Regions from separate parts of the Mus musculus genome. Here region 2 is linked to region 1. The links are chromatin contacts, called in public HiChIP or PLAC-seq maps. All regions are on one chromosome and are shown on one strand. Each heading gives the region's core, a stretch centred on a gene start, on an enhancer-like site or on the middle of the called end of the contact. The rest is flanking DNA. Distances are from core to core; before and after follow the strand shown. Region 1 holds the start of Ribc2 (RIB43A domain with coiled-coils 2). Region 2 overlaps Wnt7b (wingless-type MMTV integration site family, member 7B).

The links. HiChIP or PLAC-seq counts read pairs in DNA pulled down with a chosen protein or histone mark.
Region 2: an H3K4me3 HiChIP or PLAC-seq map of embryonic stem cells shows a contact between it and region 1, with 13 read pairs. The contact joins the enhancer-like site here to the promoter of Ribc2 in region 1. A contact is called at or near these places in 13 of 39 promoter capture datasets (the 3T3-L1 cell line, 3T3-L1-derived adipocytes, the C10 cell line and 8 more), 5 of 484 Hi-C or Micro-C datasets (the AtT-20 cell line, the C3H10T1/2 cell line, embryonic retina and 2 more), 9 of 115 datasets of contacts at active chromatin or transcription factors (astrocytes, craniofacial prominence, embryonic basal ganglia and 6 more) and 1 of 9 other capture datasets (adipose tissue).

The regions. Positions count from the first base shown.
Region 1 is chr15:85,129,438-85,134,181 of GRCm38.p6, reverse strand. It overlaps Ribc2 (RIB43A domain with coiled-coils 2), which reads right to left and starts at 2,083. Exons shown (of 7, transcript NM_026357.2): 1 at 1,802-2,083; 2 at 1,224-1,305. The coding sequence starts at 1,915. Smc1b (structural maintenance of chromosomes 1B) reads left to right here and starts at 2,225. Exons shown (of 25, transcript NM_080470.1): 1 at 2,225-2,353; 2 at 4,323-4,511. The coding sequence starts at 2,245.
Region 2 is chr15:85,567,329-85,572,406 of GRCm38.p6, reverse strand. All of the region lies in intron 1 of Wnt7b (wingless-type MMTV integration site family, member 7B), which reads left to right. Among named protein-coding and RNA genes, the nearest start is that of AU022754, 11 kb to the left of the region's middle. Within about 2 kb of position 3,801, at least 54 of the 459 cell types and tissues checked have an H3K27ac peak or open chromatin away from gene starts, as enhancers often do. A contact at or near this core is called in embryonic stem cells and neural stem cells, where this site is marked.

The sequences.
Region 1 (4,744 bases), core at 834-3,333:
TACCATTGGTGTTATAAGTTTGAGTTACTTTATAAATAAAAGTAAATAAGACTGAAAAGTTTGGAAAATGTATAATAGTATAAAAAAAGAAAAGCAACTTCCCTCATAATCCAACTCCTCCAACAATCACACAGACAACAGATTTTTGTCTTTTCCTGACCATGTTCTAAGACTTAGGTTGGTAGTCCATTCGCCTCTAAAATTTTATATGTCCACCTTTTACAAATTTACAAACCCCTGTGGTATTTAATAAAACAAACAAACAAACAAACAAACAAACAAATGTTCAATCGCTTGTGAAATTGCTAACCAAGAAAGGAAAAGTGGATTGTGTTTGAAATTCTGATCGAGGACCTAGAACGCGACTTGAACCACGTAAATCCCCGGGTGGCTCAGAACTTCCCACTCAACGCTGCTTTTTCTTGGCAGGAAGAACACACTCATCCAGTTAACTGAGCACAGCAAAGTGGGAAATGTTAAAAGAAAGATGGTGGAGATGATAACTCTGTGTGCGAGTGCGTGCTTGTGCGTGTGAGCACACGTGTGTGCGTGTGTCTGTGTCTGTGTGCCAGCGCGTGTGTACGTGTGCGTATTATGCATGTATGCGTGCATGTGTGTGCATTCACGCATGCTCCAGCACACAAGTGTCACTTGATACCAACAGCTGTCCTCTGTAGAAGGTCGGCCTTGAGTTTTGAAGCAGAGAATGTGTACGTATGTATTTAAAGTCTTTCCTTTTTAGAGAGAAAGAAATTTTTTAAAGAAAACACAAAACGATGCTAATATTTTAAAGATGTATCTCCTAAGATGTACATTAAAAATTCAAGCTGCCGGGCAGTGGTGGCGCATGTCTTTAATCCCAGCACCTGGGAGGCAGAGGCAGGCGGATTTCTGAGTTCGAGGCCAGCCTGGTCTACAGAGTGAGTTCCAGGACAGCCAGGGCTGCACAGAGAAACCCTGTCTCAAAAAACCAAAAACCAAACCAGTAACTGCGATAACTGCTTCTTCTTGAGAGGAAGAATATGCTTATTAAGCTAACTGAGCACAAAAAGGCCATAAGAACAACTCTGTGTATGTGCTCATACGTGTGTGTGTGTGTGTGTGTGTGTGTGTGTGTGTGTGTGTCTGTTCTTCTCAGCTGTAAGAGGAAGACATGAGGCCCTAAGAGATAGCTGATATTTTAGAGGCCGTAAGAAATAGCTGGGCATTTTAGAAGTGCTCACCAAAGGCTTCATGCCTAGCTTTGTCAGTTATTTCTTTTATCTTCTGGTCACGGACTTGAAAATCCCAGGCTTGTGTGTCTCCCTAGGAATGGACAAGGGAAGAGGGGTTAGAGCCAGCTAGCATTATTCAGTAGGCCACGAACCCTCTCATCTGGCCACAGCATTAAAGGTTCCCTTCCCATACGTGGAAGCCTTTGCTTATGGCTGGGTCTTCTGCCTGCGCTGTCAGCTGTCACCAGAGCTTCCTTCATTTCCTATATACACACACTCCCAACATTGTTTAAGTACCACTACTCTGTGAAGCCCTCTCTGATTTCCCCTCCAGGCTCCAGTCAGTGCTGGTGTAGATCCCACCACATTTTCTGTGTTTTAAAGTCTGCCTATTTCACTACTGCAAGGTCACCCACCTCCTGGACCTTACTCAAGCTAGCCAGAGCATTTGTCACCTGCAAGGAAGCAAATGCCTCGCTCCCAGAACTGGCTCCTGCTGGTAAGGTAAGGATTTCCAAATCTAGACAGCCAAACTTTGCTTCCATATAAAGTCTTGGCTCCTCTCTGTCCCGTCCCTAGTGCCTCACCCCAATGATCCTGTTCCTGGCGTCGAAGATCCGTCCCTGCCTGCACAGGTCAATGTACCGCTTCTTGGCTAGGTTGGCCTCCTGTTGTAGGTCCTTAGACATCGCTACCTCCATGGCTCTGGGACTCGGCTGGGCTTCAGGAGCTATCCGGAAAAAAAAAACACGGCAAGAAAAGCCCACAGAAATAAGCAAAGCTACAGCGCCGAGAAGCAGCGCCCACAAAAGTTTGAGAGCAAGTCTGTCCCGGCGGTCCGCTTTCCGCAGCGGAGCAGGGATCCAATTCCCCGGGCAACGCCAACCTCCGTTGCTAAGCAACGGCGCCTCGCTCGCTCTCCTTCCCCCGCGCCAGTCTCGCGAGACTTCGAAAAGAATTTCTTCCCGCGCTTTTTTTTTTTTTTTCCTCACGGGAGCACGAGGAAGCGGCTGAGGCACGGCGCGCAGCCATGGGGCACCTTGAGCTGCTGCTCGTGGAGAATTTCAAGTCGTGGCGAGGCCGCCAGGTCATCGGCCCTTTCAAGAGGTTCACCTGCATCATTGGCCCCAACGGCTCCGGTAACCAGCGCCCCAGAAATCCACGGCCTCGGGATCCACGGGCCGCTGTCGCCCGCTGTAGACCCGAGGGGACCCAGGGACCCACTCTCGGCTCTTGTTAACCTGAGGGGACCGAGCCACCCCCCAGCCCCCGTTGTCGCCTCCTGTGGGTCTGCCGGGACCGAAACCACAAACCCCAACTCCGTTGTGACTGTTGTAGTCCCGAGGGGACCCAGGACCCCTGTAGACCTTAGGGCACCCAGGGTCCCATGTTAGACCAAGGGCCCTCACTGTTGGCCTGAGGAAAGCCAGGGTCAGCCATTGCCCATTGCTGGCCTGAGGAGACGGAGGCACCCCAGGGCCCCCCCCCAACCCCCACGCTGTTGCCCCGACTCCACTGTTGACGGCTGTAGGCCCAAGGGAACCCAAGGACCGGCTGTCACCTTGAATCCCCCACCCCATCCTTGGTTGGCCTGAGGGGATGGAGCCACCCCAGTCCCCTGCTGTTGACTGCTGTAGGCCTGAGGGGACCCACGCCCCCCCCCCCCCCCCCGTTGGTCTGAAGGAACCAAGCCCCTTCGGCAGCCCAGCTCATCTATCTGTAACCCTCCCCCACCTCCCTATCTGAGGGGATCCAGGGACCTCTGAACCGCCCCCCCCCCCGTTGTTGGGGGACGAGAACCCACCATCAAACCCACCCCCCTCTCCCCTTTACCCACTGTAGACCAGAATGGGACCCAGGAGACCACTGGCCTGAGGTTTCAGTGTTTCCCAATGGACTAGACCCAAGAGCCCCGAATCCTGGGCCACCAACCCTTGCTGGCTGTTCTCATCCTTCCCCTGCCTTCCTTCCCTGTAGTCCCATCTCCGTCCCCAACCCCCATCTCAGCCCAACAACCGCAAGTACTAAGAATGAAATGGATTTGGCCTTTGTTGGAACAAAACAAAACACTTGTAACCCGAGCATAGTTAATAGGAAGAATTAAAGGGAATTTTAGAGCCCCAACGATAATTTCTAGAATAGTTTTCCTAAATCAGTCACTGCAGATGTCTGCAGTCTGAGCACTTAAAAGTTTTATAGTTTTGATAGAACAGACTCATCTTTAATATTCCTTATATAGCAAATCTACCACTGGGTGAAGATCTCATTGGGTGAAGATCTCCTTGTGGTTTAATGATTTGCTAGGAGATCCTTCAGTGTTTGACATATTGTTTACTCGGGGGTGATTATGCATTACAGTTGAGAAGTCCAAAGCAAACTCAGCAGTGGGAAAAGATAAATTCCTTCAGCAGTATGTTCTCATGTTGAAATATCACCTATCAAAGGTCTCATGGACTCAGTGCACAGGGAGATGGCACATGCCAAAATTCCAGACTCCTGGAAGGAAGCACATATTTAATTCTAGTCATGCCTTGCCAAGTTTAAGCACCATGAGCCATTATTACCAAGAAATTGTAGAACCCTTGCCCTGATCCAAGTATAAAAATCCTGAAGATTCTAGCAGTCTTATTCTTTAGAAGATTGTAGATTCATTTAGCGTTTTCAATTTTTTAAGTATAGAGGTATAGTGTGCTGTTGAAATGTTTATGCGATCATTTCTCTATAAAATGGGAATTACTAAAATAGAGTTGTTAAATGGTTTGCTCTAGTGTGATATCCAGTAATGGGAGAGTGCTGAGATTCATGTTTGTTTTAATTTTATTCACTTAATTCATTTTTGATTCATGTATTTATATCCTTACATTCATTAATTCATTTTTGATTCATGTATTTATATCCTTACATTCATACCACTCTGCCCCAGCTACATGAAAGAAACAGACCACCTACTTGGACTTTTAATCACATCAATTTTGAACAGTGACCAGACAAGATTTCTGAGACTTGCATATTGGTTATATTTCACTTCTATTGGTAGTTTGATTTCTTTGGCTCTGAGAAGGTTTTCAGTCATTAAGAATGAATCTTTAAAACTCTTTTCTTCTCCAGGAAAATCTAATGTAATGGATGCACTTAGTTTTGTAATGGGAGAAAAGACAACTAATTTAAGAGTAAAAAACATTCAAGAACTTATTCATGGAGCACATACTGGAAAACCTGTTTCTTCTTCTGCAAGTGTGACAATTATATACATAGAGGACAGTGGAGAAGAGAAAACATTCACAAGGATTATCCGAGGTAGAGAGAGAGGGGTGTGTGTGTGTGTAAATTATAGTTCAGGGTCTGATCGCCTGCTCACTCTTTGAAGTCTGGGACTTACTAATCACTGGTATAGTGAGTACAAGATTTCTTTCTTTCTTTCTTTCTTTCCTTCTTTCTTTCTTTCTCCCCCCCCCCCGCCCCCCCAGACAGGGTTTCTCTGTGTAGCCCTGGCTGTCCTGGAACTCATTTGTAGACCAGGCTGGCCTCAA
Region 2 (5,078 bases), core at 2,552-5,051, 440 kb before region 1:
GAGGAGTGCTGCTTACTGGCTTGCTTGCTCCTCATGGCTTGCTCAGCCTGCTTTCTTATAGCACCCAGGACCACCAGCCCAGGGATGGCACCACCCACAGCGGGATGGAAACCACCCTTATCAATCCTTAATCAAGGCAATGCTCCCACAAACTTGCCCACAGGCCAGTCTTATGGAGGCATTTTCTCAATAAAGACTCCCTTTTCCTAGATGACCCTAGCCTGCCTCAAATTGCCATAAACATACAAACAAATAAACAACAACAACAAACTAGCTACACTTATATGTTGTGAAGCCTTCCAAGGACTGGAGCATGGCTGGAGGAAAAGCCAGAAGTCCCATCAGTTGATACCAATGACTTCCATCACTGGGCAGAACCTTTTCCCATAGCGCTTTCCGATCCGCCCTCTCTTTGTGTTCAAAAGTCCCACCAAGCAAACCTAAGTAGTGATGTGTGGCCCACTCCTTAGAAGGAAGAAGACAGGCAGGATTTCAGATTACCCCCAGCAGGAGGCCATTGGGTGTAAAGCAGACTTTAAAAGCCCTGGTTGGGTATTTTGTGTTGCACACCTGTTACCCTAGCACTCAAGGCTGAGGCAGGAAGATCATGGGTTCAAAGCCAACCTGGGTTTCATACTGAGGCCCGTTTCAACATCTTTAGAATGAGAATAGACCAGCTGTCTTGTTGGCTCCTGACTAGGAACATAGGCCCCAGGGTTCACATTTCCAGAAAGACCTGTCTTGTGAACCTGGTATGCACAGCCTGTCTGGAGTCTACTGTTGAGTCTCTTTCCTCCCTGGCTGCTGTCACAGGGGCTAAACCAAGCCACCTTAGCATAGGACCCTGAGGGTGGGGAGACCAGGGCTAGGTGTGTCCAAGGTCAGAGTGTCTGAGACTGGATTTGAACCCAGGTCTGTAGGGCTCTGAGGTTCATGGTGCCTCCCAGCCTCTAACTAATACGGTTGCCTCTCTCACATTCGGTACAGTTTATAAGGGTTGAGAACCCAACTAGGGCAGTAGGTTGCAATTGGTCCATGGACCAGGAGATCCCAGGCCCTGAGCACAGGCTTCCTCTACAGCTTGGGTGCTAGTTTTTGCTTTAGTTCTGGGGATAGAGATGTGATGCTCTTGTAGGATGTAGATGTCGCTGCCTGGCTTGGCACTGCTCTAACAGCTCTGAGGCCAGCTTTAACAGGGAGAAAGGTAGGTAGATAGGTAGGTAGGTAGGTCTGGCCAGCCACCTTGTGACCTGTATGGAGGTTCAGTGTGTTCGTCATGATATACTCTTGGGTGCGGCTGGGCATGGACTTGAGGTATCCTTGGCTACTTGAGATCTTGGTTTTCCATCTGGGCGTGGCTCTAGAGCCCTTCTGGCAATTCCTACTGCGTTCACTTGACTCTTCACACTCCTTTAATTTACCTCAGCCTTTCCTGCCCACCTTCTTCCAAGTTCACACAGAACCCTGCAGCTCCCATAGCGGAGACCCTGACCTCCTGTTAGTAAGGATGACCCAGGGAAGGTTTTCCGGAGTAGGGTGACCCGAGATGCTTCAGAAGTCACCTCTATCAGTCTGAGGTTGAGGCAGAGACTGAGGGCTGGGCTGAGTCTGAACACCTTCTGGGAGGTTCACCTCTAGCAGGAAGTGCTGGGACTTTCCAAGAGCTGACCCTCCCCAGGAGCCAGATTTGTCAACCTGCTATCTCTGTGTTTCTGTGGTCAGGTAGACCAGGTTGGCCTGTGGGGAAAGGATGAATCTAAGCCACCGTAATGTTCCAGTAGACCGGAGTGCTGGAGTGGCCTTCTTGTGGACCAAGCAGGGCTGACATTCCCTTTGGTGACCCTGCCACAGGGTGGAGCACCAGATTAAGCCTGCCAGCTTCTCGGGGTGACCTTTTGAACCTTTGGATGGGCTTGAATGTACCATGGCCAAAGCACTGTGCAAAATGAGCGAGCCTGAGGTTGGTTGGGCAGGCAGGTGGTGTAGAGAGAGTGCTTGCCAGGGGCTCACAATTCTAGCTGCTATTTACCCTGTCACAGCTCTGGGACAGAGATGCATAGCATGAGGGACTCCAGGGACACAGCCCTGAAAATGCTCAGGAAGAATAGTGCTTAGATGTCTGTCCTCTTGCAGAGGGTGAGGTACAGGATAGATAGAGCTGGACAGCTTCCTTCCCTTCAGGCTGTGGCGCCTGTGGCGGCCATGCCTGAGGTTCTGCGTTTCCTTCCTGGCATGGTTGTGGTAGAGTATGTGACAATGACTCCACCTGAGGGAAGTCCTTTTGTGTGTGTGTGTGATAGCCCTGCTCCAGAGGCAACATAGGTTGGCGGCTTGTAGGTCAGTGATGCTTTCTGGACACCTCCCCCCCCCCCACACACACACAGACAGAGCAATGGGACAGGGTGTGTAGTCAGGGCTACAAGGCCAGACCCCTCTTCGCCTGTGCCTTCCAATGCGGGGACTCCTGTAGCAGGAAGGAACAGGGTAGCCACAGCTGCAGCGGGAAGGTATCAAGGAGGCAGAGACAAAGCCTTTGGTTTTATTGCTGCCAAGCTACTATTCAGCCTTGGACCAAACACAGCCCTTCTTTGAGCATCCTCTGGAAAATGGGAATAATGGGCTGCTAGCCAGGCTAGCCACTGGGATTGAGTGGCCCCCTTCCCAGGGCATTCATTCTGAGGCTGCTGACTGGGGAAGCCATCAAGGTCATGGGGAACATCCTAAGGTGAGGGATCATGGTACAGTCCCCAGGGGGCTTCTGACTCAGACAGGCCCCAGCTGTGATGACAAAAGATGTCAGGAATGGGCAGGCTCCTGGCTGAGGCTCACACTGCCCTGGGTGCTTGCTGTGTGGTCAGGCAGGCCCCACCCTCTCTAGGCTCTGTCTCCCACCTGATTCTGCATAAGAACTCAGCCCTGCCTTGAGGTCTGTCTGTAGAGAGATGGTGACTTGCTGTCCTCCATGTGTGGGACTTGGTCCCCAGACTCACAGCTCAGAACATACTCAGTATCCCAGGAAGTGCTGGCTCAGCCATCCAGTGTTTAGACTCCCAAACTGGCGGTAGGCCAGTGGGGCCTGCCAACTCCCTCCCACCGTTTACACCCACCTGTCCTTCTGTCCCTATGTCTCAGGTTGGTGTCTTGGCCAGCCATGCCTTCAGGGCACCTTGTATCACATAGGTTTTAAAGCAAGTGCCATGCTGGGCTTATGGGGGGGTCTCAGCACCAGTTGGGCTTCAGCCAGCCTCACAGCCTCGGGGGGGCCCTGGCATCTCTGAATGTGGCTGTCTCCATTTGTACTGTAGGAAGCAAAGAGTATGGGCCAGGGGAGCCACCTCAGCCTCTGTGCTGGGCCTGGCACACACACACACACACACACACACACACACACACACACACACACACGGTGTTTTCAAAGTGAGAACTGAGCAGGGTCAGACAGGCTTCTTGGAGGTGGAGGCACAGTGGACCCAGGAGTCCCATCTGACTGCTGGAGAGACAGGGTACCCTTCTGAGGGCAAAGACCTGATCCATTAAGGCCAGGACTTGGTATGTTATGTTGGGCCCTGCGTGCCAGGAAAGGCCCTGAAGTTTCTGAAGTCAGAGGTCAGTCAGTGAAATGACAGTGACCCCCATGAGGACTCAGTGAACCCATTAGCCCCCTTAAGCTCTTTGCCCATGTCGCCATGTGCCACTGGGTGGGCGTGGCTTTCCCATCTTCAACCACCCCAACCTACACAGGCTTCCTGCTCACCACCCCGCTTCTCCCAGACTGCCTTCTTTCTCTCCAGGGTGGGGTCCTGGGATGCCTGGCTGGAATGTTAGCTATGTGGAAGGGTGGGAAAGCCCTTAGCAGAATCTCTACTCTCTTGCCTGGGAACACCAGGAGCAGCTGAGGGGAGCAGTGGCTTGGAAAGATAGGAGCAAGTGGGGCCCAAGCTGGAGGGGAGGGACTGCCAACCATGGGCAGACTCTGTCCCCCACTACTGACAGATGGGTAGACTAAGGCCCAGATGGGTCAGAAAGAGTCAGAGACTTAGCAGAACTGGAACCTAGTTTCCACAGCCACGAAGACCCTCTTTGGGGGAGGGGGGTCTAGCCACAGGTACCCTGACTTTCGTCTCAGCCCCCTTGATATTCAAATGGGAAACTGAGGCCCAAGCAGGCCAGGGAGGGGTTTTGGAGGTGTATGAATTCCCAAGAAGAGGCCTAGAGTTGCCCACCCTCAGCCATCTGCAACCCCTGACTGCCTCCTTCTGGGTCTCTCTCTCAGTCTGTTTTCCCCTCTGTACATTTAGGCTTCAAGGTCCAACCCCAGAAACTGCTATAGGGATGAGTAGAACAAGCAGGAAGCTGAACTAAGTGTATGCTCTTTCAGCACTGTGGCGATGGGTGTAGACCATGTGCCAGGGCACGCTAAAGGGCTAGTTGGATGGCCAGGCTGGACCTGCCCCCTCTGCTACTCCCTCCAGGGCCTCACCTGGGTCCAGGTACTCACTATTGGGGTGGTGCTGCAGTGCCAGCACTTTGAGGTAGAAGCAGGAGGATCGGAAGCTCATGGTTATTCTTGACTTCTTAGTGCTTTTGAGGTTAGCCTGGGCTACATGAGACCCTGAAAGAAAGAAAAGGCAAAGAAGAGAGTAGAGGAGGGGAGAAGGGAAGGAGGGAAGGGAGAAGGGCCAAGGAACAAAACACAGCTTGGAGCTACATGCTCTGCCCAGGTTTCTGAGCTGGGGTTACCAGCCAGCAGAGGAAGACTGAAGGAGGACCAGAGGGAAGACAGGTAGCCTGAGGGCAGGGGCCTTGGCACCTGCTGTGTTCCGCCCTGACCAGTTCTGTTCCACAGACCTGCCAAAGGGACCTGCTGTGCTCAGTTCTGGCCTAGGTGAGCTCTCCTTGGTCAGTCTAATCAAATTCAGATTGTAGCTAATGTCTCTGTGTGTGTGTGGGTGTGTGAGTGGGTGGGAACTCTGATCTGGGGGCTCAGGCCAATCTGCACTGCGGAGACATTCCCAACCCCACTTACCTGGCAAGAACATCGAGGTTCCTCTAGTGCTGGCTCCCAACCAACCGCCCAC